4 separate regions of the Mus musculus genome follow, and all the other regions are linked to region 3. The links are chromatin contacts, called in public HiCAR-type and promoter capture Hi-C maps. All regions are on one chromosome and are shown on one strand. The core of a region is the stretch at or near the end of the contact, and the rest is flanking DNA. Distances in the headings are between cores, read along the strand shown.

Evidence for each region. Promoter capture Hi-C pulls out the DNA fragments that hold promoters and counts their contacts. HiCAR-type assays count read pairs that join an accessible place to other places.
Region 1: a promoter capture Hi-C map of pre-B cells shows a contact between it and region 3, with 3 times the contacts expected there. The contact joins the enhancer-like site here to the promoter of Acadl in region 3. A contact is called at or near these places in 4 of 39 promoter capture datasets (the C10 cell line, frontonasal cranial neural crest and pre-B cells) and 1 of 115 datasets of contacts at active chromatin or transcription factors (large pre-B cells).
Region 2: a HiCAR-type map of astrocytes shows a contact between it and region 3, with 2.3 times the contacts expected there. The contact joins the enhancer-like site here to the promoter of Acadl in region 3. A contact is called at or near these places in 8 of 39 promoter capture datasets (3T3-L1-derived adipocytes, the C10 cell line, the HPC-7 cell line and 4 more), 4 of 484 Hi-C or Micro-C datasets (embryonic stem cells, gonadal supporting cells and pre-B cells) and 6 of 115 datasets of contacts at active chromatin or transcription factors (astrocytes, embryonic hindbrain, large pre-B cells and 2 more).
Region 4: a promoter capture Hi-C map of pre-B cells shows a contact between it and region 3, with 4 times the contacts expected there. The contact joins the enhancer-like site here to the promoter of Acadl in region 3. A contact is called at or near these places in 19 of 39 promoter capture datasets (the 3T3-L1 cell line, 3T3-L1-derived adipocytes, the C10 cell line and 11 more) and 5 of 115 datasets of contacts at active chromatin or transcription factors (astrocytes, embryonic forebrain, large pre-B cells and 2 more).

What each region holds. Positions count from the first base shown.
Region 1 is chr1:66,277,645-66,284,056 of GRCm38.p6, forward strand. It overlaps a transcript of Map2 not described here. Among named protein-coding and RNA genes, the nearest start is that of Gm24729, 25 kb to the right of the region's middle. Within about 2 kb of position 2,122, at least 44 of the 459 cell types and tissues checked have an H3K27ac peak or open chromatin away from gene starts, as enhancers often do. A contact at or near this core is called in pre-B cells, where this site is marked.
Region 2 is chr1:66,184,181-66,191,196 of GRCm38.p6, forward strand. It overlaps a transcript of Map2 not described here. Among named protein-coding and RNA genes, the nearest start is that of Gm51629, 43 kb to the right of the region's middle. Within about 2 kb of position 3,066, at least 44 of the 459 cell types and tissues checked have an H3K27ac peak or open chromatin away from gene starts, as enhancers often do. A contact at or near this core is called in astrocytes and second pharyngeal arch cranial neural crest, where this site is marked.
Region 3 is chr1:66,861,369-66,867,760 of GRCm38.p6, forward strand. Acadl (acyl-Coenzyme A dehydrogenase, long-chain) reads right to left here and starts at 1,941. Exons shown (of 11, transcript NM_007381.4): 1 at 1,805-1,941. The coding sequence starts at 1,881. It overlaps Gm25832 (a small nucleolar RNA gene), which reads left to right and starts at 5,429; the gene lies at 5,429-5,558.
Region 4 is chr1:66,096,650-66,103,662 of GRCm38.p6, forward strand. No RefSeq gene overlaps it. Among named protein-coding and RNA genes, the nearest start is that of Gm51629, 130 kb to the right of the region's middle. Within about 2 kb of position 4,957, at least 7 of the 459 cell types and tissues checked have an H3K27ac peak or open chromatin away from gene starts, as enhancers often do.

The sequences.
Region 1 (6,412 bases), core at 872-3,371, 580 kb before region 3:
AGCCAAGAAGGCTCCCGCCGGCGCCTGTGCCATAAACCTCTCAGGCCAGGCAGACCCCGTGCTCTCACCAGGAAGGTGGCCGGCTGTCTGGAGCTCGCTGTAACTCTTGATGTGGCTGCTTTGGGGTGGTACATGGCACTCCAGTGCCTTTAGTGCCTCTCTCTCATTCCACTTATTCCTTTCTAGCCACCCTCTGAAACACTGCTGCCTGCTCTAATGAATGGTGGAGGCTGGAATACATAGATGGCAAGTATACTTACCTGGCCTCTGGCCAACATGGGGAGCTTCATACACACTGATGGCCCTGTCAGGTTCAGCAGTCAAACTGTAATCTATACCTTTAAGGATCATGATACATGAGAAGAAATCCCTTGATAGGGCATGAGAAAAATCTTCAGACCTTCATATTACCTTTTGGCATTTTATACATTTATTTTTCCCTTGCCAGGTGGTCTGGATGTCCTAGATTTCCAGATTTTTCTTCTACAGTCTTGGTGTGAGATGCTTACTGTTGTTTATATATCAAGCGTAACTTATAAAAATTCTATTTGGACAAGCTATGACTAACTATGGTTGTACATAAAAAGGGTGCTCACAGAAATGAGTCTCTCCAGACTGAGCCTCCAACTCCTTCCTTCCTTACAAATGCAAAGGCCCACTGCTTGCCTCGTCGTGCCTGGTCTACTTCGATTCTACCTTTACTAAATATTTAAAATTTACCTTGGGTTCACCTTTTTAATACAGGAAGCCATTTATGCATCAAAAGCTATGCATTGTGGTATGTGTCAATGTTGTTTCACAGGTTATTTTTGTAGTCTAGAAAGGTTGCCATGGAAACCTTGAGGAGGCATTTCAGATGTTCAGTGATTCATAAAGGGCCTCACTTCTGAAGTTCTAATTTATCTCTATTAATTAATTTTAATAAAATTTATATAAGATTTTAGGAACATGAATTTTCTACAGGCATAAGCAGCCATAATCTTTTTCATAAATAAGATAGTATGTTTTATCTGAAAACAGTAAGAAGGTAGTCAAGGTGAGAATTTTTAAAAATTAAGTAATATAATTCACAGGGTGCACATATAAACAGTATGGACCTATTGACTTGGGTTCAAATACTGCTTTTCAGTTTTATATAGTATTAATTACTATATTAATAGTCTGAAAATTTGATATTTTGGGGGAAAAGATAGTGTTATCTTTGGTAAAGTTGTCATGGCATAATCACATAGACTCAATTCCCAATACTTTTATCCCAGCTAGCTAAAGTGTTACTAGCCTATGGGAAGACACCCTTAGCCAAATATCTATTAGCAATTGTCAGATGCTGAGACAATGAGGGACCATTTTTTCTAAGAATGTTGCCTCTGGTGGTCAACCATGCTTATGTGTGGGAAAGCCATGCATCCAAGATGTGAGGAGTGGTACAAATTTGCTTCAATGAGAGAAATAAATGGACACAAAGTTGGGTTGGTTGAGAATGGGGGGAATGTGGAAAGTTTTGAGAGAAAATAATAAATATGATTATTTATATATACATATATATTCCCAAAAATTAGTAAAACTATTTAAAAAGAGAAATTTCATCAGATACAAATTGTATTTTTTCTTTCCCAAAATGTATTCATATGAAATTCTGTATGCACAAGACTGTATAGATAACTTTGTTCAAGCTTTCAGTTTCTGCATTACTTTGAGGTTTCTTTTTCATTTCTTTCCATTACAAAAGTCTGTGGGGAGACAAAAACCTTGGTAGAGGAACCAATTAGTTCCATTTCCTGCAGTATTTCTTTTCTTGTGGCTACTGGATTTCAGCCAGTTCTATTTTTGCATTTACTTTCCACCAATGCATTCAGTTATATTTTTTCTAGATAGATAGTTTTTTGTTTTTCATTTTGTCAAAATGGGATTCTTATGGCATGCCACGAGTCGAATGTTTTCAAAGCTTAAAAATCCATACTGAGGAGAGACATTTTTATATCATCTAACATACCTTAGGCTTTAAAAACCAGCTTGGTAATCCTGAAAATCTTTTTCACCAACAGTAGATTAGGGATGCCCGAAGAGTTTTCTCCTGAGTCTGTGCTTTGGGGGAGAACAGTTAGCCTTGTGCAGCTGTGGTTTAAAAGAGGAAACTGGGTGTCTGGGAAGTGATCTCCTGAAAATGCAGAAACTGAAAGATGAAATGGGAGCATACATAGCAGATTTCACTAAGCAAGCACGTGCAAATTCAGAAGCAACTGGGAACTCTCACTCACAGAGTCCACATCTGAACACACAGCAGGTATGGGAGTGCAGCTGAGGGTTTTTTCCAGGCCTTTGATTGTTGGTTGGTTTTTCTTTTTCTTTTTCTTTTCCTTTTTTCTTTTTCTTTTTTCTTTTTTTTGGTGTATAAGTTGCTATGCACTTAGATAATGTACATTTCCCTTACAGGATATAAGGGTTTAAAAAACAAACAGATTCTCTCTGGGAGCAAGTTATTCTTTCCTACCTTCACTTTGTCCACTGTATATTGAAAACAAAAAACAAACAAACAAAAAAACCAAAAAACCCAAAGCCTTCGAATGCATTGGATTTGCCATGTAACTTGTTTGTGCCAGATCCTTACAGTTCTGTTCTCTATTATCCTGGAAGTGAAAGACGGAGTTGTCGCTACAGTAAAAAATGTAATGTTCACTAAAATCAAACAGCAACCCTCCCTCTGGTGGTGAGTGGTGTGGTAGAAGAGCTTCTCTTCAGATCTGGGAAACACAATGTGCTCCATCCTCAGCCTGCCCTGAACTGCATAGATGGTAAAGATGTGGTTGACTAAAGCCAATGGCCTGCCAAGCCAATGCATGCTTCCTATTCTCTCTCTCGGATCCACCTCACAAGGAGCCTTCAGATACATGGCTGTAGCATCTGTTTCCCATGAATTCCACTCATCCATCAGCAGTCCTTTCTACTAGCTCTGCTGTAGGAGATAAGAAGTTGCTAACATTGGAAGTAGGATTAGTCTCTGCTTAGTTGCTTAGTCATGGCAACTCTTACATCTGATACCTGGCAGCCAGCCTCCCTCCTGTATAAACAAAGAACCCTTCGTCCTCTACCTGTTAGAGCCAATGTTTTCCCTCGGAGAAACTATGCATTATTGATGTACTTGCTTTGGTTTTTTTGTGTAATTATTTTTGATTCATTTACCTAGCACACTCATGATATCAGAAATGTTCTTCTTTGATCCCTAGTGAGTCACTAACACCTAGCTCAGCTTATGACACATGCTAAGTACTCTCTTAGTCAGGGTTTCTATTGCTGTGATGAAACACTCTGACCAAGGCAACTTGGGAGGAAAGGTTTCTCTCAGTTGGCATTTTCAGGAGACAATCTGTCACTGAAAGAAGTCAAGGCTGGAAATCAAACAGGTCCAGTACCTGACTGAAAGCAGGAGCTGATGCAGAGGCCATGAAAGAGTGCTGCTTACTGGACGGCTGCTCATAGCATCCTCAGCCTGCTTTCTTAGAGGGCCCAGGACCACTAGTCCAGGGATGACGCTACCCATAATGGGCTGGATTCTTTTATACATACCTCTACTTAAGAAAATGCGCCACAGGCTTCCCCCAACCCTGATCCTTTGGAAGTATTTTCTTACTTGAGGGTCCCTCCTCTTAGATGACATTAGCTTCTGTCAAGGTGACATAAAACTATCCAGCACAGTGCTAATGAATATTAATTCAATGAATAAATTCAGTTACTAAGCTCATTCACTGATTGGCTGTGTCCTTTGTGTTAATCTTCCTTCTTGAACACACATGAACTTAGCCTCTTCTTTTCTCTTTTTTAATTCTCACACGTTTTCTTTCTTGTGTTACTTTCCTTCATGACAATAAGGGCAAGGGAGGTGGATGAAGAAATTTATGCTTCCAGAGCTTTCTTGATGCCTAATACTACACCATGTGTGGCCATGTTGTCATAGGGGTGAAAGCTGTATTCTGATTTTAGCATCCTTTTGTTCTTCCTTGATGTACTACAGTGATTTTTCCCACTGTGTTCCCTCCATCACCACCAGCAACATCATCTAAAAGATTGGAAAAGCAAGTTCTGAGCCTTACTCAGGTCTACTGATTCAGAAGTATGTGGCTGCAGCCCTGTGACATAGTTGCTTAAGATTCTCCATGTGGTACAGATGCTGAAATAGGAGAGTCAGGAGTAGGGCAGGATTGACTACCACACTTGATTTTTCACTTTGCAATTTCTCTAAATTTGTTTTTTCAAGCAAACTCTACAGACTTACTTTGTGAGGTTCACTAAGTCAAGTAACAGTAACGTACTACTGAATTGATGACATGATGGACATAATAGCATAGTCTCCCCAAATTCAGAAGACACCATTTCCAAAAGAATAGGATGCATTTCTTATAACTAGTTATTTTGAATAACTGTCCTTTCTTTTTCCCTTGCCTTCTCTTCCTTTATCTTCTCTTTTTTTCTTCTTCCCTTCTCTCTCTTTTTTACTTTCAGATCTCTTCTCCTAAATCCATAGATGATGTATATGTAACCTCAAGCCCAGAAACCATAGTAGGTGACCCACTACTTGTTATTTTACTATAACTATATTGTTATTATAATAACAAGTATCTATTAGTGATAAAAGAGAACAAACACTCCATAATTCTACAGAAACAAAAATTATAGTATTCTTCAGTATTTCAGTTTTTTTTTTTCAATTAGGGAGAATGGTACCTAACCACAAAGCCTCTAAAATAATATTAACTGAAGCCAATACAAGCTTCACATAGTATTCTACATTTTTTAAAAAATTTAATTATTTTATTTATTTACATTCTGGTCATGGACCCCTTCCCGGTCCTCCCTCCCACAGTTCCTCTTCCCATTCCTCCTCCCCCTCGCCTCTGAGAGGGTACTCCTTCTGACCAGGCTTTCCCCTTCCCTGAGGCCTCAAGTCACTAGAGGAGTGATTAATCTCATCTTTTTCCACTGAGGCCAGAACAGGCAGACCTCTGCTATATATGTGTCAGGGGGCTTGGACAGGCCCGTGTGTGTTCCTGGTTGATGGGGTGGGGAGAGTGACCTCACAGTGTTCTATCTTAATCAAGAGACTAGTAAACCATCTGTATTTCCACTCCACCAGTTTCAACCTCTAACTTTGCCTTTCTGTCCAACACAGCTGCTCAGTTCTATATTTTATACATTCTAGAAAACAGGAGGGAGATATTAGAGGGGAAAAGATGCACCTTCCTCATTTAAATCATTCAGCAGTGTTTCCTACTAACAAAATGTCTCATTTCATATACTACTGCTATGGAGATGAATATGTTGTCGTTATGAATAAATGTATCCAATTAACTATAGAGGATTATTTTGCTTAATAAAAAGGCAGTAGAAATAGTGAAGGGTAATTTGTAGCCGCAGACACACAAGAATTAGCTCCACTGGCTTTGATAATCAGAGGAGAAAGTGTAAATTGGTAGAGTTGCACTGAATGCTCGATATTCAGTTATGTGATTATGGGACAAATATAGACAGGAAATTAAATATCTCTTGAAAATTGTGCAACTGGAGAGCTTAATCTTATCTACCACTTATGAGGCTGAGTAATTTTCTCAGCATGAATTAAATCATAAATCCTAGAAATTCGTATTTGTAAGACAACAAACATTTAGGAAATTTCATGCACCATGGTAAGAGCTTGCTTTATATTGTCATTTTTCCTTATAGATGTCCAACAACATAAGTACTTGCCATTTCATCACTGAATAATCTGAGATTCAGAAAAAATCAGTTTCTCCAAGTCACCTAGATAATAAAAATGCAATTCAGCTACAGCCATGTCTGTAAGAGTCACCTCATTTCCTATATGGTTCAGCCCCCAGAAGCCCCTCCACTTCCTGAACTTAGCATTTAATTTGCATTGATCCTTTATATTACACAAAGGACATGCAATGGCTGATTGAGTGTTCTACTCTTATTGATTTATTTTGAGAATTATTTTTTAGTATTTTAGATTATTCAAAACCATTGCTGCTACTTGAGTCATGATAGAATCCAGAAAAATGACTGTTTTATTGACAAAATTAAGTGATAGGACGTGTAATTTAATTCTTATTGTTCTTCATAAGAAAACCAAACAAGAAGAACACAGATTAAGAGGGAAGAAGAGATAATGTTGCTCTTTTTGTTTTTTTACTCCTAAGCTTTCCCTAAAGGATCTTAGACTGTGGGCTTATTTTGTTTGTATTCTGTGCCCCAAAACATCTGTTCTTCTGCTCTCAAAATGTTTCCTACATTATATAAGAGCATGCCTTTTGAAGCCACCAACTGTAGACAACCTGTCTTACCCTGTGTGGTGCTTATTACATGTAAGGGCTACAGTAAATAAAACACAAATGTGCCATTTATGAACTTGAAACAGACT
Region 2 (7,016 bases), core at 1,816-4,315, 680 kb before region 3:
CTTACTAGTAGGTTTGTGTATCATACCAGTTTTGAAGTTTTCCTACTAAATTTGTCTATCTTACCTCTAAAAATAGTAACTTAGTTGTTGTTTTCTTTGTATTCTCTTGAGCAGGATGAAAGTACTAATACTTTGAAGCCTACTTTTGAGTGGATAAGCAACTTCTCATTTATGAAATAGGGAGAAAGTGGCTTTAGGATTTAATTAGAAATTCCCTGTGTTTTGAAATGCCATGGGGCATAGCAATGAACAGTTCTGATCCCCTTATCCACCACACGTACTTCTCATTGTTTGAAGAAAAATATCAGTCTTCCTCATATAGTTCCTTTATTATAGTATCTGTAACAACTTATTAGCCCATTAACTTTACCTATTTTGTGTTTTACAAAGGACTAAAATGGGAGCAGTGGTATGTGAATGTATGATTATTTTCAAAGACATACACACACATGTCCACATACATGCACACATGTACGTGTGTACACATAGTTTCTTATATTTGAGATCAACTGTTAATTAGTCAGTTGGATTTTTTATTTAATTTAAAAACATGCTACAAAGTTCCACATGAGAAGTTTAGTATTCAGTTTATATGAAAAGTAAGAAGCATTTTTTAAAGGAAAGCAAAGCACAGCATGTGAATTTAAAAGTACACTGGTTCTCAACATCTATAGCCCTCTGTGTGTAATTTAACCAGTGGCAGATTATACACGCACGCGCGTGCACACACACACACATACATATATATGTATATATTAAGATTTATTTATTTATTTTATGTATATGAGTACACTGTAGCTGTTGTCTTCAGACACACCAGAAGAGGGCATCAGATCCCATTACAGATGGTTGTGAGCCACCATGTGGTTGCTGGGAATTGAACTCTGAAGAGATGTCAGTGCTCTTAACTGCTGAGCCATATCTCCAGCCCCCGATTAAAAATATTTTTAAAAAAGTCCTGAACATAATACAGGTTTCCCCATGTCATTCTCCGGAAAGTACAACGTAAAAAAATATGTATACAGCATTTGCATGGTCTTCAGTGTTGGAAATAATCTAGAAATGATTTCATGTGTGTGGGGGGGAAATGTATCATATGTGTTTGACAAACTTTACAACAGTGGGATCTGGACTCCATTGCTGTAAGCAGAAAACTGTAAGATATAGTTGTCCCCATATCTGGCAGAGACTGGTTCCAAGGATGAAGCTAAAGTTTGTGCTCAGAGGCAAAGTGTTGATGGAGCTCGTCTCAATTAAAACAACTTGTTATTTGAACTTATCTCTTGAAAGCTTTTTCCTGGACAGTGCACTTGACATTCCCTTAAATAGCAGGAGTGAGGATGGAAGGGACTTCAGAAATTTTGCTGCACAGAAAACATAAGTACTAAAGCTACTAGAAGACCATTCAGTCTCTAGTGAAACAACGCTGCCACTCTGACTTGGCTATGACTGTTTAAATGATGGGGACATTACAACTCAAGCTGAGGTTGGCTTCATTCATAAAGTGTATGCAGAGTGTCCCAGTATAGGATGGTGTGGTTGTGGGTGAAACATTGTAACTCAGGCTGAAGTTGGCTTCCTTCATAAAGTGTGTACAGAGTGTCCCAGAGTAGGGTTTGTTACTCATTTGTTCATTTTTCCTTTTGAGTGGGAATACATTAAATGTGTGTGGTTGGTTGCTTCAAAAACTTTGTACAGTCCTCTACATTCTGATTTCAGACTCTTGTGGATTTTACAGGGACCATCATGGGAATTTATAAGAGCCTATAGCTCTTTATTTTTTTTAATACAAATCATTAAAATGAGTAACCTGTTTTGAAATACAATCTTCACCTCGACCTTCCTAATATATTTGTATTGTAAACAGCACTGCTGCATTTTGTAACCATGAGAACTTACTGCCTTTAAAAAAGGATTGTGTACTTACATGCCTGGAAATATTATGTCCGTAATATTTTAAATTGTTCAGACTAGGCCAGGGATACAGTTCAATTGGTAAAGTGCTTGCAGGAAGCCCCGAGTTAGAGTTCCAGCGTGGCATCAACAGCTCGTGGTAGAGCAGATGAAAACAGGAGGATCAGAGGATCAAGTCAACTTTTACAACAGAGCAGGTTGAGGCTACATGAGACCCTGTTAAAAAAATGAATCACTTAAATTGAGAAGCAAAAAATCGTATATTCCTAAAGCAATTCTTTTGTGCCCTAAAGGGGCATCGGCTGTCAAGATTTTACTAACTATATATGAATCTAAAGGTATTCGACAGAGAAAGATGGATCAGTAAGCCAGCTGAGGCAGGCAGCCAATGAGTGACTTTCCTAAGGTAGTTAATTTGGAACTAGGTATGAGACTGTGTAATTTGTGCCCAGACTCACTGTTTTTAAGGGGTGCCATAGAAGACACATGCCACTCTGGCTCTGTGTCCCCAGACCTACTTATGTTTCTGTTTTCTGAGCTAAGGGTGGAGTAAGGTGGCAGTTGTACCTGCCCAGTCTTGTGACTCAGTTGACTGTCAAATGGATATAAAAGTGGGAGGGACTCGGAATTTTAGGGCCATTCCAACTAGATGTGTGCCAGCTTCTCCTGTGAAAGCTCAGAGACTAAATCTGATCCAGGAAACAGTTAGAGGCTCCTGCCCCAGGGCCATTCCTGTGGCTTGGATCTCAGGATAGAAGCTTAGACTCTGGGGAGGAATGCCCAGACTCAGGGGACCTGGATAGCCAAGGAGTTTAAATCACCTTGAACTATCTTCACCGAGGTCTTCAGGTTCACTGGGGTTGTGTTTAAACTTGGTCCTATGTACAAAGAGAGTCCAACCAAAATAGCCAGGTTGAACTTTTTTTCTGATATGCAGCACCATAAATGTGTTTTCTCAAAAATAGTTTTTGTGCTTCCCCGGCCTTGGCATTTTTAGTTAAAGGAAGTGAAGGAGAAAGCCTGTAGGCCGCTGTCTGTGTCTAATTCCCACTCACCGTCCCACTCCTGCGTGCCTTCCTGTTTCTCTGCCTACAGTGCTTCATCCTTCTTGTGTTTTTGCTTCTTCTAAGGAAATAGCAAATTAAATGGGAATTAGGCGTTGCCATGGTTACTGTGTTCAGTAGCACTACACCTGCACCCACGCTGCTTAGGCATTGTGGAGTCTTCAGTTGACAAATATTTGAAAGGCATGAAGTGCATCTTGGAGGAAAGAAATTAAGCAGAAAGAATGCTTAAATATTTAAAGAGAAACATGCTCTCTGCTGAAGACCGAAACGCTAGCCCTCTCTGGGGAGTGAAGGCATTCGAATGTCTATTACAGAGTACCGAGTAGGGTGTCCTGATCCTCTCGAGGAACATATTTGACCATCAGAGTGGGAGTGCCTGTTTTATCACTGAGAAGACAGGATAGTATTCCTTACAGGATTTTACGTGTACACAGATGGCAAATTCTGAGCATGTTTTTCTCAGAAGTGTCTTTATTGGAAGCCATTTACAGGGGAACCATCTTAACTGTTGCAAGCAGGCAAAGCTGAGAGAGAAAGTGAAACTTATTCTCTGCCCTTCCACTCAGATTCAATTTGATAGTCTGAGGCTAAAACTTTATCTTTAAACAGTTAAGATTGTGTACATTTCAGTAAATGAGATACTTATATGAAGAGGAAGGCTCACTCACTCTTCCTTTGCCACTTGACTGAAAAGCTGGTGTGGCCTCAATAGTTCTTACCTCACATGCAATTATTCATCAGTGTACTCATTTACTAAATGAGGGCTTCAGATCCTAAAGGTAGAGCAGGGACTTTTCTGAGTGTGAAGAATTTCAGGAGAAGCCATTCAAATTCCTGCCCTCAAAGAGGCAATGTTTTATCAGGAAGACACAAAGTTAGCAAATAAAACAAAAATGAATGCCCAGAGACAAATATATATACATATATACATATACATATATATATATATATATATATATATATATATATATATAAACATATATGTGTGTGTGTGTGTGTGTGTGTGCGCGCGTGTCAAGAGCTTGGTTTCAGTGGGATGCACTGCCTTTGTTTGCAAGATTAATAAATACCAAGCTATGGAAGTGGGTGAGTGTTCAAACACAGGGAGTAACATCAACACAGGCAGAAGCCTGGCATAGCTGAGAACCATACAGAAGAAAAATAATAGGAGTCTGATGAACCTGGTACCTAATGAAACAGCAAAGTGAAGCAGAAGGCAGATGCCAAACCTCCTGAGTAGCCTAGACCACAGCTTGACTTGTATTTAACTTGCAGCAATCACGTTTTTGAGGTTGTAAAAGAAGATTATTTTTGAAAATCTTTCACAGCGTTCAGAGATTTAATTATACCTTCTAAATCCCTGTAGCAAGATTTGTATCTTATTCACTAATATGTTAAATCACAAGAGAGGAATAAAATTTCAAAACTCAGAAACCAATGGTGAAGATTGGAGTAGTCACTTATCTAACATAATATTTTAAATGAATACAATATACATTACATTCTTTTTCTGTTAGAGAATTATTTGCAGACCTAACTTAACCTAGTTAGAGCCTTTTTCTATAACCCCACTAAGTTCTTCAAAGGCCTTTAAAGGGAGCAGATCAATTCCATATTGGAGAGGAATAGATAAAAACCAATTCCATTCTCAACATAAAGTTCATTGTTGAGTGCCCTTCGATAGCACCTTTGGTTGTAAACAGTCATGTGCCAAGGAAGAAGCTACAGGGCACAGAAGTCTGCAAGTAACTGGGAAATACAGTTGGCTTAAAGGTGGTGGCAAAAATGTCCTGACAACCCAGATGAGCGAGCTTCATCCATGATGACCTTGGATCATCTCTGCAATTAATAGTCATTGTACGTTTTATACACACACAACCCCACCCCCCACACAAACACACACACACACACACACACACACACACACACACACATACTCCTTACACTAAAGCATCTGGTATACTTTTTGGTTATTTGCACTCTTGATGCAATGCTCTTTTGAATGTAACATTAAACAAATGTACTAGATACTTGGTTCTTACACTTTTGCCATAACTTGAAGCTGTTTTATTTCTCCCAGTGTATCCTTATTAGGAGATAAACTATTTTATCAATTTTCCTTTGTATAATTATATGTACCAAATCATTTTCAAAACACAGATAAAACTTTGAGCGATGGCCATAGGCATGGTCAGATCCGATTTGAAACAGACATGGCATTGCCCAGGGACATGAGACTGTGCCCATAGTGCCGCAGAAAAATGTACAAAGTAAGTCAGATATGAGAAGGAAAGGCTTAAAAGTATGATTAGTCATAATGAAAAGATGATGCCACTGTATCTTATCAAAGAAAATTCAATTTCAGTTAAATCGGTGTATTTTTTTTTACTTTTGACAATGAAATATAAAACTACTCTTCATTTTTCATTGATCTTCTATCCTGGACTTCCATTATTTTAAATCTTACTTTGGGAAATAAAATACTTCAGTGTGAAGCCATTATTTACATTCATCAGGATCTCTTAGCTGCAGTTATTCAAATGTCGGCATAGTAATAACAAATGGACAAATGATTCAGCTGCATATTAAATTTTGAATAGCATTCTTAGAATCTCACTCATCAATGGGCTGTTCAGTTGAGCTATTTATTGAGCAATCAGTAAACATCAAATAGAAACATTATGGAGAAGGACTGGCCAAGGAACTTAGGATGACACAAGAAAATAATGAACTTCCATTATACAGTTGTGTTTGTGTCAGAGAATACTAAACGCACAAAGCATTCCCCTGTTGATACTAATAATATAGAAAGAAAGATGAGTGTTAAGAATATGACTGCCCTCTGAAAGACCCAACAAGCAGCTGAAAGAGTCAGATGCAGTTATTTGCACCCAACCAATGGACAGAAGCAGCCGACACCTGTTGATGAATTAGGGAAGGCTGAAAGAAGCTGAGGAGAAGGGCAGTTCTGTAGGAGGATCAGCAGTCTTAATTAATCTGGACTCCCCAGATCTCTCCAACTCTGGACCACCAACCAGGTAGCATACACCAGCTGATATGAGGCCCCCAACACACATACAGTAGAGGACTGCCAGGTCTGTGATCATTCAACAGATTGGAGGCCCCACGGAGTTTAGAGGTCAGGTGGGGTGGGGGTTGGGGACATCCACATGGAGATGGGGTGAGGTGGGGAGGAGGTGTGAGATGTGGAGCAGTTGGGGGTGGATGGGGAGGGGCAGGGAATGGAAATATGGAGTGGGAAAATTGACAAATAAAGTTAAATTTAAAAAGAATATTCAAAATGATGATATAAAGTAAGAAGTATGAAAATTCAGACATGAAATTCATCACCACGTGCATGAGTGAAAGGCTTCAGAAGGGAAGTAGCTTGTGGCCTGAGACCCAAAGCAGCTAGACTTGGGAAAGAAACCAGCTAGGACAATATTGAAAGCAAAGGGGCTCAGATAACAGTGAGCAAAGCACACTAGATCTAATGTTGTTTTGGGGCAGGGAGCCAAGGCTGTGAGCTCTGTAGAGCCTTACAGAGTGACTAAGAAGCTTTGATTTTCATGACAAAGTCATCAGAGTTGGTGACCCAGAGAATGAGATGAAGAGTGTGGTGCCATGATATATTGGAATCAGCAAGAGAAACAGTGGCATATCTAGAATTTCTATAGCAGTGATTCTCAACCTTCCTAATGCTGTGCCCCTTTCATAATATTATTTTCTTTGCTACATCATAACTGCAATTTTGCTACTGTCATGAATTATAATATAAATATTTTTGAAGATAGAGGTTTACCAAAGGGTTTGTGACCCTCGGTTTAAAAGCCACTGTTCTATTATTATGTGATGTAGAGAAATAAACCCATTGAGAGTGGGGGATTAAGAGCTTTAGACAGGTTAGACATTTCCACAAGTAATTTTAACAAGCTCAAATGAAAGAGTACAGTTGTGAGATGCTGGCAGAGATGGAGAAAGATATATCTGGAGAAGTCACTGATTTGGAGCCAGGTGGACATAAAGTCACTGAAT
Region 3 (6,392 bases), core at 691-3,190:
GGCACAAGACCTGCAGGTGGTTTCTCAGATCACAACAAAGTTTATTTTATCCCTAATAACTGAGATGACTGCTTTCAATTTATTGCTATGAGGTAAGCATTTTAAAGTATATATTTGTCCTCCGTGTAAAAGCAACGCTGAGATTAGAATACCAGGCTTCTGAGATTCAGGTGGAATTGTTTATCACTATAAAGTAGAGAACTTGTGTGTAAATCTGTCTGGGTCTTAAAATGGTACACCCTATAATATGCTAAGAAAAAAAATGTAATATTTCTAACTACAGAAAAAAGAAATGCATAAATAAACACTTTCCTGCTATCATTTACTTGGCAGTTAAGTTTGGTGAAACATCAATTTTCAGTTTGGAGACACCTGTACTGAACAAATCAATAGCCTTCAGGCTAGTGTCCGTTGTTTTCTCTGTCTTTTAAGTCAGGGTCTCACTAAGCAGCTCCAAGGAAGCTTCAAATTCATCATGATCCCCTGGCCTCTGCCTCCAGTGTGTGTGGAGGGGGAATTACAGGCCTGGGCCACCGCTTTAAAGCCTCATTTACATAAAAAAAAGTCAGACTAAATGAAATGACCCATTGGCACACTCAGGCCCTGGCAGCTGGATGTAAACGTTCTTGGGCTCAGCCTAGGCCTCGCTCCATAAATGCTGACTCAGACTGCCTTTCAACTGGATCGTTGGCCATTATACTCATAACCCTTTAAGAAACCCGTGACGATAAAACTATAGCTCCTGGCTCACTGACCATTCTCCAATAATCCTCTGTAAGGCAGAGCTTCTTCCCACACTTGAATCAAAATAAGATCATTTGGGGGGTTCTCTAATTAAAAAAATACAGAAATATTATTAACATAAAAAGAAATAAGAAAAGCTAGAACAATAGGAACACACCCTTTCGCAGCATCCAGCAATGAGTCAGCTGGCCTGTCCTTTGCCACCGATGCAGGTGTCTCTGTTCATCTTCAGGGTGCTCTAATTTTAAGAGCGTCAGAACATCACTTCCTCCGGAGAATAGAAAAGCATTCCTATCTTAAAGTCCTCGGAACTTTCCCAAGTCTCCTCCGGATGGATAAGCTTTACCACAGCACTGTATTGTACTTCGCAACAATGTGCTAATTAGCTCATTTAAATGTCCTGCCACCATAATTAACAAAGCTTTACACTTCCAGTCTGCTTTATCCAAGGAATGGATTTTTAGACAGGTAAAACTTGATCTCAGTATAAACACCCCCAAAAGTCTCTAAAGCTCTTGGGAGCTGCCCATTAATCCCTCTACATTTAATTAGTTTAAGGATTTAGTAATAAGTGTACAACTAATTTATCAGATGGGGCCTACGCCTGGACGCCTGAGTCGGGATGATTGAAGTTGCTCTGGTCTTCCGGTCCCCGCCTCCGCACACCAAGTCCCAAGTTCACTGTCAGGTGGCAGTCCCCAGTCTCCGTTCCAACTGGGCTAAAGGTCGCACTACTCGGTGGCAGAGCGCCCAGGGGGTGATCGCTCCCGCTAAAGCTGGGACAACACTTTCAAAGTCAGTTCACGGGACACTGTAGGACGTGGGGCGGGGCCCAGGCCTGGAGCGAGCATTAGGGGTTGCCTTGCCTTTTGGGGCGCGGCGGACCGTGGTGGGGACACCCCGAGTTCTCCACGCCACAGCGGGCAGCCCCGGGTTCCGGAGAGAAGGCCCGGTCCCTTCCTCCGGCCGCGTCGCCCCGGCTTGACCGTAGCGCGTCACACCCCATCCCCAGAGCTCCGCCGCCCCGGCTGCCGGTACCCCAGGCTGTACCCGCACTCACCGGGCGGAGGGCAGCGGGCGTGGCGCCGAGCGGGCGCTCAGGACGCGCAGGGAGCGGAGGAGCAGGCGCGCAGCCATGGCGGGATGGACGGCGGCGGACGGGACTGGCGGGCTCCGCGGCGGGGGCAGGCGGACAGAGGGGCGGCCGGACGGCGGGACGGTGGGGCGGGCCTCGGGGACAGCCAACTGCGGGCCGCAGGGCGGTGCCGCCAGCTCGGGCGGGGTCTGCGCCAGGCTCTGCGCGACGCCCCGTGCGCCCTCCCCTCCCGGCTGCAGGGCTGAGCGAGGGTTCCCTGGAGAGTCGTCCCACCCCCGCACTGAAAGGTGCATGGAGTTAATTTTCTAACTTCGGAAAGCTCTCTGAATGTCGATAAATGTATGAGTACTCACTGTAAAGGATTGTGCTGATTTGGTTTGGGTTTTTTGTTTGTTTTGGTTTTGTTTTTTTCCTTGCAAACGTTTGTAGCTACTCTTTGAAAATAAATAAGTAAGTATATTTGATAACGGAATAACAATTGGTTCAATTCTCCAATAGTACTTGAACTCGCATATGGTTGTTTCCTTTTTTTGTTGTTGTTTTGGTTCAATTCAAGGACATGTATTATTTGGGTTTATGGATTTGATGATTTGTAATGGGAAATGCCTGACAGGTTTTGAACTCTAAAGAATGTGTACATTACATCGATTTCTAAGGAGGCAAGGGGGCCTTTCTAATAACAACAGTTACGGAATCTGAAATAGTGAAAGTGAAAGACATTTTGTGTTAGCAATCAACTACTGACAGCCCACTGAGTAGGACATACAGAAATGTTTCAAAGAAAAGCTTTAGGGTTTCACGGCACCAACAATCTGGAAAACATAGTCTTTTTTTATTTAAAAAAATAATTTTAGATTACATTTCATTCATGTGTGTCGTCTGTCTGTCGTGCACTCATGTGGAGTCCAGAAGTTCCTATCAGATGTCTTCATCAATTGCCCTCCAGGTTTCTCACTGAACCTGGAGTTTATAGATTTGGCTAGCCGGTTTGGTAGTGATCTACCTGTCTTTCTGCTTCCCTAGGGCTATGTTTACAAATGCTCAGAAGAGTCGTTTATTTTCTAGGAGTAACTTGATCTGGTTGGGGGTGGGGCTGTTTGTTTTGTCTTTTTTTTTTTTTCCCCGGGTTTCCTAGTGGCAGAATTAATGCAAATGGTGTGTGTCCTTGCTCTGTTGCATTCTTGCTAAGGCTAACTGGAGGCACGTTTGTTTAAGATCCTGTTCATCTGGTTTATCATGAAGTTATTGTTTCCTTTTATAAAATAAAAACAAACAAGTAGTGTGTGTGTGTGTGTGTGTGTGTGTGTGTGTGTGTGTGTGTGTACACTTATTCCTGGGGATCGGACTCAGGCCTTACACATACATATAAGAAACAAGCTTGTAAGTGTAGGATCAGCTGTATTCTAATGATATGAAAGGTTGAACAATAACCAGGATTTCACAAACCCCTTTGAGCCATATTTCTCTTGTAGGAGTATTACACATATTGCTTGAGAGTTCTACAGGCATGCCTTTTTAGAGGGTATGAGGCAGGGTTTCTTTGTATTGCGCAGACAACTGTCCCAAACTTCTGCACATTTAAACAATCCTCCTGCCTTAGTATCTGAGTAAGTAGGGCTTCTGACATTTGCCACGATGACGAAGGAAGGGCATGCTTTTAGTTATTGAAATGTCAATGGCAGCCTAAACTTGAGCATTAAAAGAAAATTAGGAAAAAGATGTGATGGGGAAATCAGGAAAGCTCTCCAGATGGAAGAAAGGAATCGATGGGCAAAGGAACCTGTCTAACTGGAAAGTTTATGTTGGAAAGTAGGAAATCCAGGCCAAGAGGGAGATAATCTCTGGGCAAGACCTTAGCAGAGAGTATAGTGCAAATTTATGTCTGCAACTTCCTGGATTTGAAGTTCTCAGTTTGGAGATTTAGTGGATCAGTTCTTGCAAAGGGCCAGGCTCACAGGTCTGCAGTGGTCACTGGCAGGCAATGATTGGCATTTTTAAATGAGTACTAAGTATCTAACCAGGTAGTTTACATTTGGTGTGATAGGAAGTGAAGAGTGCTTATGGTTGAGGAGGGCAAAAATACATATTCATTCGTTCTTTCATTCCATAAAGACTGAGTTTCTTCTAACCATAAACATTTGACCTTGTAGACAATAAAATACATGCTTTCAAAAGGGGCCATCGAACAGCTATGAAAATAGGAGTAGCAAGGGCTGGAGAGATGGCTCAGTGATTAAGAGCACTGACTGCTCTTCCAGAGGTTTGGGGTTCAATTTCTAGCATTCACATAGTGACTAACACCTTCTGTAATTCCACTTGGAAAGATTCTGAGGTCTTTCACAGGCACTAAACATACTACTAGTTACACAAACATACAGGCATATAATTACTATTTTTAATGAAAAGGAGAATATTACATCAAAGAGTGAGATGAAAGCAGAAAACTGATGGCCTAAAGAAAATGAGCTGAGCAGTAGTGACTCCGAGTTACTCTTTATTCACCTCATTTTAGGGCATAATGGAAAACACACAAGGAAAGAACATTCTAGACTGCGGCTGAAAAATCCCCCCTTAGAGTTTCTTAATCTCTCTGTGTCTTCGTTTCCTTATTTGTAACATGGGATATTAATAGCATCTACCTCATACCCTGGTTGTGAAGCTAAATCAAGACAAAATATGCAGAACATCCATTCCAAGGCACCGTAGGAGACCAGTACACAGTAATGTCATGACTCTGTCTCCTCACCCTAAATCTAAGTGGAGGACATGGTCTGCTCAGGAAACAAAAACCAAGAACCCTACCCTTCCTTTTATTCAGTTCCCATTCATTCATTCATCTGGGAAGTGTTTGCAGCAGCTGATCCTCCTACTCCATTTATTTTTTACTGGACAGGTTGGGTCATCCCTTGAATTGTTTCTAGACCCCAAGGAGGAAAACATGGGATATGAAACTCTCCTCTCCATTTCTTATTCTTGTTCTTGTTCACCTGAGAGAAAACTTGACAGCTAATGCCAACAGTTTTCAACAGTCTTCTTTAGCAACACTGTTTAGAAAAATCCTGGCCTCAATGACATTTAGCCCAGAGTTTAGAAACAACACAAGGGATTTTTGAAGTTGATGTTAAAGTAGGCTGAAGGACAAAAGAATTTCATTTGTCTATAGTCTAAAACCAAGCACTATTTCTGGCTTGATGTTCTGATCTGGTACAAACAACTGTTGACAATGTCAGAGCATTCGTCCCTCAAGGGGCATTGTAATTTCTAGGCCATAATACAGGGTTTAACCAAGTGCTTGGAATCTATAAAAGTCAGTTAGCTATGAAAATGAGTAAGACAGTATCACTATCTAACAGGTCACACAGTAAGATAGCAGGAAATCTCGGAATTACGAAGCCAATAAATGGGTTAAAGTTCAGAGGTTATCTGATTAAAAGAGAAGCAAGACAGGTACGAAGAGGCCAGGGCTCATCTGGAATCTCCTCTAGGTATGGAAACTGCTATAGCTCACCTGGGTTTTCTGTGGCCACATTAAATATAGGTTGGTTAGTACAGGCCAGGTACTGGGAGGCGTGAACTTAGTGGATCTAAGCTGCCCCTAGAGGCTTTGCTTTTGTGGCTGCTGTGTCACAAGTGTATCAGGAGGTGGCACAAAGGAGAGAGACTACGCTATACTCAGTGTTCTGACCTGTAAACGTCTGAATGATTAGTACCTAACACTCCCTGAAAAAAAAAAAAAAGCAACCCTGAGACAGCCACCACTCCAGCTCTACGCAGACCCAAATGAGCTTCTAGGGTGTGATCAAACCAGAGACGAGACAAGCCCTGCCTGGGCCTGTGAGTCCCAGATGACCACCAGACTGACACCATGGGACCCAGACAGAAAGCTAGCCTGAGATGACCACCAGTCTGCTGCTGCACAGTCCTTGGGGGTTGAGGTGTGTGTGGGGGGGGGCGGGGGCAGAACATGACCAAGATGATCCTGTAATGTATAGATGGGGCATAACACTCCTGAGAAAACTACTGAGATGACTCTAGACATTCAAAGACCCACTAAGAGGAACAAGTGGTGGAGAAATAAAAATAAAGAGAAACAAGAATGTAGGCACAAAGAGAGAACTGGAGATTCGGGGTAGTGAGGAACAGCCTGATATGAGTAGCAGGTGATCCCACCAAGGACCATGGTGGGGTCTTAGACTGTACTGCCATCAGGGGCCATGTCTGGGTCCTTGGCCCTGAAGCAATGTGGGTCTGTTACCACCTGTCTTAGTCAGGGTTTTACTGCTATGAACAGACACCATGACCAAGGCAAGTCTTATAAAAACAACATTTAATTGGGGCTGGCTTACAGGTTCAGAGGGTCAGTCCATTATCATCAAGGTGGGAACATGGCAGTATCCAGGCAGGCATGGTGCAGGCAGAGCTGAGAGTTCTATGTCTTCATCCAAAGGCTGCTAGTGGAAGACTGACTTCCAGGCAACTAGGGTGAGGATCTTATGCCCACACCCAAAGTGACACACCCATTCCAACCAGGTCACACCTATTCCAACAAGGT
Region 4 (7,013 bases), core at 3,707-6,206, 760 kb before region 3:
CTGACAGAAGTAAACTAAAGGAGGGAGGGTTTATTTGGGCTCACAGTTTGAATGGCATACCCATCAGAACAAGAAAGGCCAGGCAAAGGTCATGGCAGCTGGAGAATGTGGCAGAAACTCTTCACATGATACTGGCCAGAAAGTTAAAGTTTGAGTAAAATTATTCATGGGTAACACTTTCAAAATCCCTCTTCTGTAACCCACCTCCTCCAGCTAAGTTCACATCTTACAGCTTTTACACAGTTCCACCAGTTGATGAATCATACATAACAGAAGACCATGGGGCATTTTAGATGAAAATCATAGCACGTGTCCTGACAAATGTTTTCACAATAGACACCATCACAGTCTTCATATGTATAACACAGCACAGATAGTATGGTTTCCAGCCTTGGGTTCCAGAGTCCTGGAGGGTACTGGTGTGCTCATGAGTCACTTGACAAAGGGCTATTGCTGTCTCTGAAGCAAACCTTCTTCTTCATATTCTTACTTCACTTTTAGCTTTCCCTGAGCTCAGTCTGTTCCAATGACATATAATACCTTGAGTTTCAGGGATTCAGTGGTAAAGTACCTTGCTTGGCATGTGCGAAGACATGGAAAAAGTCAAGATTAATATTCACACAATTTTAATCAAGACCTCTCCTCTTTCCCATTCCAAAATAGATATTAAACAAATATCTTAGTATGTTAAATAAACACTTGGGCATTAATTTCTCCCTTCCTTCCTCCATATTTGCTCTTCTCTTCCTCCATTTATGTAATTTTTTTACAATGATTAATGGTGAGGAAAGAGTAAGATATATGTCTGTCTTAGTCAGGGTTTCTATTCCTGCACAAACATCATGAGCAAAAAGCAAGTTGGGGAGGAAAGGGTTTATTCGGCTTACACTTCCATGCTGCTGTTCATCACCAAGGAAGTCAGCACTGGAACTCAAGCAGGTCAGGAAGCAGGAGCTGATGCAGAGGCCATGGAGGGATGTTCTTTTCTGGCTTGCTTCCCCTGGCTTGCTCAGCCTGCTTTCTTATAGAACCAAGACTATCAGCCCAGAGATGGTCCCACCCACAGGGGCCTTTCCCCCTTGATCATTAATTGAGAAAATGCCTTACAGTTGGATCTCATGGAGGCATTTCCTCAACTGAAGCTCCTTTCTCTATGATAACTCCAGCTGTGTCAAGTTGACAAAAAACTAGCCAGTACAATGTCTCAGCATGTTTGTGGAGGCCAGAAGACAAATTAAAGGGTCAGTTAGTTCTTTCTTCCAACCATGTTCCAAGGATCGAAATCCAGTTGTCAGGGTTTGCAGCTCAGCCATCTCACAGATGTCCTTCCTTCATCTCTTTTCCTTTTTGGTCTGTCATAATTTTCAAACTTAAAGGCTTTTAGGCTTCCAATGTTGGTGTAAATATGCATTTAAATTATTTGAAAACATTTCACCAAAACAAAAAACAAAACAAAAACCAATAAACAAAAACCCAAGCCAAAACCAAAACCAAAAAAAAAAAATCCAAATAAGCAAACAAAGCAAAATAACAACAAAAAACCAAGAGCCAGTTCTTGGATTTCAACAAATACCCTTGCTCTTTCTGTCTTCATAAGAGAGAATGCTTACAATACTAGGATTCGGTAAAGAGATACATTGGGCTGGGGATGTGATCAGTCATAAAGTGCTTGTTTACTTGTGCAAAGCCTTAGATTTAACCCCAGAAAGAAAGAAAGAAAGAAAGAAAGAAAGAAAGAAAGAAAGAAAGAAAGAAAGAAAGAAAGAAAGAAAGAAAGGAGGAAGAGAGAGAGAGAGAGAGAGGAAAGAAAGGAAGGAAGGAAGGAAGGAAGGAAGAAAGAAAGAAAGAAAGAAAGAAAGAAAGAAAGAAAGAAAGAAAGAAAGAAAGAAAGAAAGAAAGAAAGAAAAAAGATCTACTAACAAGTAGATTACTCTTGACTTCTTATCTTAAAATTTCTCTACAAGAATACAAAGACCCAGTTAAACCAACAGAATTTTTCACATGAATGGATAAAAATAAATACTTTATAAAATTATCTTTAAAAAGACAACAACATTCAGCTGTCAAGAGTAGTGGACCTTTACAAACATCCCACACAATGTGTGCTGGGAATTGCTTGCAACACTAAGCACTGTTTGACTCTCTTATACATTGTATTGTTTATTATTATGGCCACAACCTTGGTGTGATGGTTTATACATGCTCTGCCCAGGAGTGGCACTATTAGTAGGTGTGGCCCTGTTGGATGTGTCACTGTGAGTGTCACCTAGCTACCTGGAGGTCAGTCTTCCACTAGCAGCCTTCAGATTACAATGTAGAACTCTCAACTCTGTGTGCACCATGCCTGCCTAGATGCTGCCCTGCTCCCACCTTGATGATGATGGACTGAACCTCTAAATCTGTAAGCAAACCCCAATTAAATGTTGTATTTTGTAAGACTGACCTTGGTCATGGTGTCTTTTCACAGCAGTAAAACCCTAACTAAAACACCTGGGAACTACTTCCCTAATTTCCTTACCATGTATTTTCTTGAACTCCTGTACAAATAAGACATTGGTAGAGAATCCTGCAATCAGGAATTGAGATTCAGCAGGTATGAGTTGTGCAGCAAACACCTTGAATTCTCTCTCAGTATGACTGTCACAATGGCATCGCATCCCAAGGCAAATCACAGCCTCAGTTCTATAGAGCAGCATTGGCAGCTGTTTTTTGTCTCCGAGAGGTGTCATCATTGTCTGCCTCTGATCCACCACACAGGGCAACAAACATGAGTCCCACTCTCTCTGAGTCTCCGAAAATATACCTGCCTTCTCCATCACCATTTTCATTTATTTAACCTTCCCAAACACTGGGAAAAACAATACTATATCAAATCACTATCTGCTTGAAATGGTTAATTCCTATTTTTATGATTGAACCCGGGTTAATCCTGTATTTATCTCCTGATTGACTCTATGACCTCTAATAGATATAGCTGACGTTAATTATTATTTAGGCAGGTACCGATGACATGGAGCATTTATGAGCTAGTAGGACTACTGCACATAGTTAGAAAGATATGTTTTCCCTATAAATCTATTATATAACTAAATCAATCACTCCTCAGTCACACTTGAAAGCTTATGTTAAGTTGGAAAGGCAGTTCTCAGTGTAGACTAACATATGCTCCACAATTATTAGTATGCTTATTATCTGTCACTTAATGAAAATTTTCAACTTTTAATTTAAATAGTAATTTTTGATCACTAATTGTTTTCTTATAAATTATATATATCATTTTGCTGTAATAGTTTTTGAAATAATAGTTACAACCCATAACTCTGTGACAGGCTATGAGAAATAGCAAATAGGAACTCATCATATAGTGACATAGCACCATCTCATGGAATATCAGAGGAACTGTCAGGGAAGTGTGACAGTAATGCTGGCACTAAACATCTGAAAAGTTCTGCTATAATATCTAAATTCTACTTCTCAAATGTTCAAAACATACTTCTTTTTAAATTCAAACAAAAACAAATTTTTACACAGACCACTGAATCCACACCTATCCCTCTCTGATAAGGAAACAGGCCTTCTGAAATTAAATGGCTACGTACAGGAGCATACACAGTTCACTATACACAGGAACTTCAGGTTTTAACGAGAAGTTATGCATTTTGAAGATGTTAAAATAAATATTTCAACACTAATCTGTTTGGTCTTAAGAACCACCTGAGATCCTACCACTCAAAAGGATACAGAAGAGCTAAGCTTCCATGCCACTCTGGGCTGCAGGATGAGACCCTATCTATACTCTAGAACATACACTCACACATACATAAAGCATACATAATTACCTTATATGCACTATTTCTTTAACACTTCCTTCAGGAAATTTTAGATATTTTATCTTTTTCACTACAGACTGCTTTGTTAGACAACATGATGACACCGTATAATTTTGCATGAGTGAATGAATGCCACTAAGTCCAAGTAGGTTATTCTTTACTTTGTTCCTTTTTGGTATTTATTGGATCAGGTAGAAAAATTCAAGTTTTTTCTAAGTTCAGAAATGGAGAACGGAAAGATGATTCAGAATGCAGTAACAGATGGGGGGTGGGGGGGAGGCGGACCTTACTATGGGTCAGATTCTCGTATTACAGCCTTAAGATTGCTCAAATTCTGATATCTCTAGCCCTATCAAGATGAACAGATTTAAATGGGGAGAAAGATGCCCAGCACCCACAGCAATAGCAACAGACTCACCTGGTACAGTGGTGTGTAGCCAAGGTACATGTTCACAGGTCAATGTTAATCACACACAAGCTGTGCATTTTCTAAGGGTTTTGCTTTGCTTTGTTGCTGTTCTGCTAAAAAAAAAAATGCACCTAGTTTGCCATATCTTACTTAAATTTTAGGTAATTTGTAAATTTCTTAATTTCAAGTTGCCTTTACATAAACTTATAAAGCCACAATTATTAAAATAAAATGCTAGCTATTGGGAAAATATTAAATGACATGGGCATATAGCACCATCTAATGATAAATTCATTTATCTGTAGAGCAGTTTTATTTTATTTATAAGTAGTAAAGGAGAATCATAAGAAAGTGACATGATTCCACTTAGTAAGTAGATTACCTCAAGAAGTTTGAATTTCTAGCTTTGTTACTGATATGACCCCCCCTACTAGTTTGCCGTGTGATAAAAACAAGCCACATTGTAATAAATATTAGCAAGAGTTCTCCACATGATTCTGTTTTGGGCACACTAGCCAGAGCTACCTATTAGCTTCAAATCCACTCTTCTTGGGGGTATGTGCCATGCTGGAACTTAATGTAGTAAAGCCCCTTCCAGCAAGCTTCAGCAGCAGAGGGAGCCTGCACGTGAAGAAAGACCTCCCTCCTCCTGGTGTGTTCTTCCTCTTCTGGCTCCTACAGTGTTTACCTGGCAAGTGTGGCATCCAGGGAAGTTCACCCCTAGGGAGGTTTCACAATACAATGTGGAAACTTTCCCAGGAAGTTCTGCAGGTGGCACAGCAGCCTGGCAGCAAGGTCAACTGCACCTTCATAGGTAATTTTCAACAAGAACAAAAAATGTTCTTTACACACACACACATGCAAACAAACACGTGCACACACACACATAGGGTTGGGGTGGAGAACATAACAAGCTGTATTCTGTGCTAAGAAGCTTCAAGATACTATTAAAGAAACATTGTTCAAAATCTATTTGCTTACCACATTTAACTTAAATCAGAAATGATGACAACAAAAAGATTTCTAAAAAAAATTCAAAAATATTAAAATAATATCTCTAATACCCAGGTTTTAAAGAGAATCTTCAAGAGGAAAATTTAAGCATTGAAACAAATGAAAATGAAATCACAATGTAATTTTCTTCCTATTTACCTACAAGTATACCAGGAATAGTGGTGGCCTATTTGAGGAACCTGTTTAAATTCCCATGCTTCCATATTTCTGATTATGGAGGTAGATGGTTGAGAGAGTCTGACAGTTTTCAGTTTTAGTGAACATATGAAGAGTCAGCATTCATTCTGAAAACGCAATTTCGGCAAATTTTTGTAATATCACTGAAAGAGAGTTCTAATGAGAATGGAATCTTGAGTTATGAAATATCATGTGAAAAGTTGTGCTTGTCTGGATTTGTAGTTCCTACTTTTCCATCAAAATTTTAAGCCACGTGGTGCTGACAGCCTAGTGACACAATCAGTGTCCCATGAGCCCCATGGCTGTCAATAAAAAAGATGTCTGACATAAAGTCTGTGACATTTCTCCATTTAGAAGTAAGTCTCCAGGACTGAGGATGTAGCTCAGTGGTACAGCACTTGCCCAGCATATGTGACGTCCTAGACTTAATCCCCAGGCTTACAAATGGATGAATAATAAGTAAGTAAATAAATGTCCAAACATTGAAATAGTTTATTTTATGCTCCTTATTGAATTTGTTCAAACATACACTTTGTTATAAAAAAGAAAAATTATAATGTATATTTATCATTAGCTCCCTGTTAAATTTTAATTGCAGTACAAATAAGTAAATTTATGTAAAATGCATTATTCGCTAAAGAAGGCTTTCGTTTTCTCTAGTGGGACTGTCCAATTGGGAACAAAGACTGCAGTTTGGATCAGCTGTCTCTGTTATGTTTACTGTTTGCTTGGTTCCATCTCTGGGTTTTCCTTGCTTTGTCTAATACTATGAGGAGGCCTCAAGTGTAGCAAGTGCAAACTGAGAGTCAAGACAACTATAATAACATTCCTTACTATACCTGCATTGGCTTGAGTTATCTAAAAATTCATTAAGTAGCCTTAAAATGAATCAAATCAGATAAGAAGCAAGGTGCCATATGGTAGAGTTTTTGTACATTCTAGATTAAATTGTGAATTTTTTTTAAAAAAAAAATTATTTTCTCTGCCCCGCTTATTGATTTGTGCATGGACAGACTTCTTTCTACCATGGAAGCTGTGGATGCTTTGATGGTCAACATTATGTTTCATTTCATTGTTTCTCCTTTTGTCATTACTACTCAAGCATTATGGCGCTTATACTACTATTTAATAATTGCTTAATTTGGTCTGATTCCTATCTGAGACATCATGGAAATAATTGAGAAAACATTTTAAAGACATAAGTTACCATTAAGTGAGAAAAAAAAGGGGTAAACTTCAACAGAACACCCATCAAGCATTGCAGCATTTTGAAGATAAGATTAAAAATTATTTCACATCAAATAAATCAATCTTCTTCCTCCTCACCCGAAGAGCATTTACCTTCTAATAGTGCAGATTCATGGGGCTGCTTTGAAAGAAAAAGTAACTTAATTACGGCTCATTGCCTGACTGTGAAGTGTACAGCACTACTGAAGCTAAAGTTATGCAACTGCAGGCTTGTGGTTGTACAGAATTAGTTATGTAAAATACTATTAAAGTGGTGGATCTCGACAATTGAGATAAAATTGAATGTGAAACTTGCCAATTGAAGAAGGATGGTGGTGAGGAGGGTGGCAAAGTAG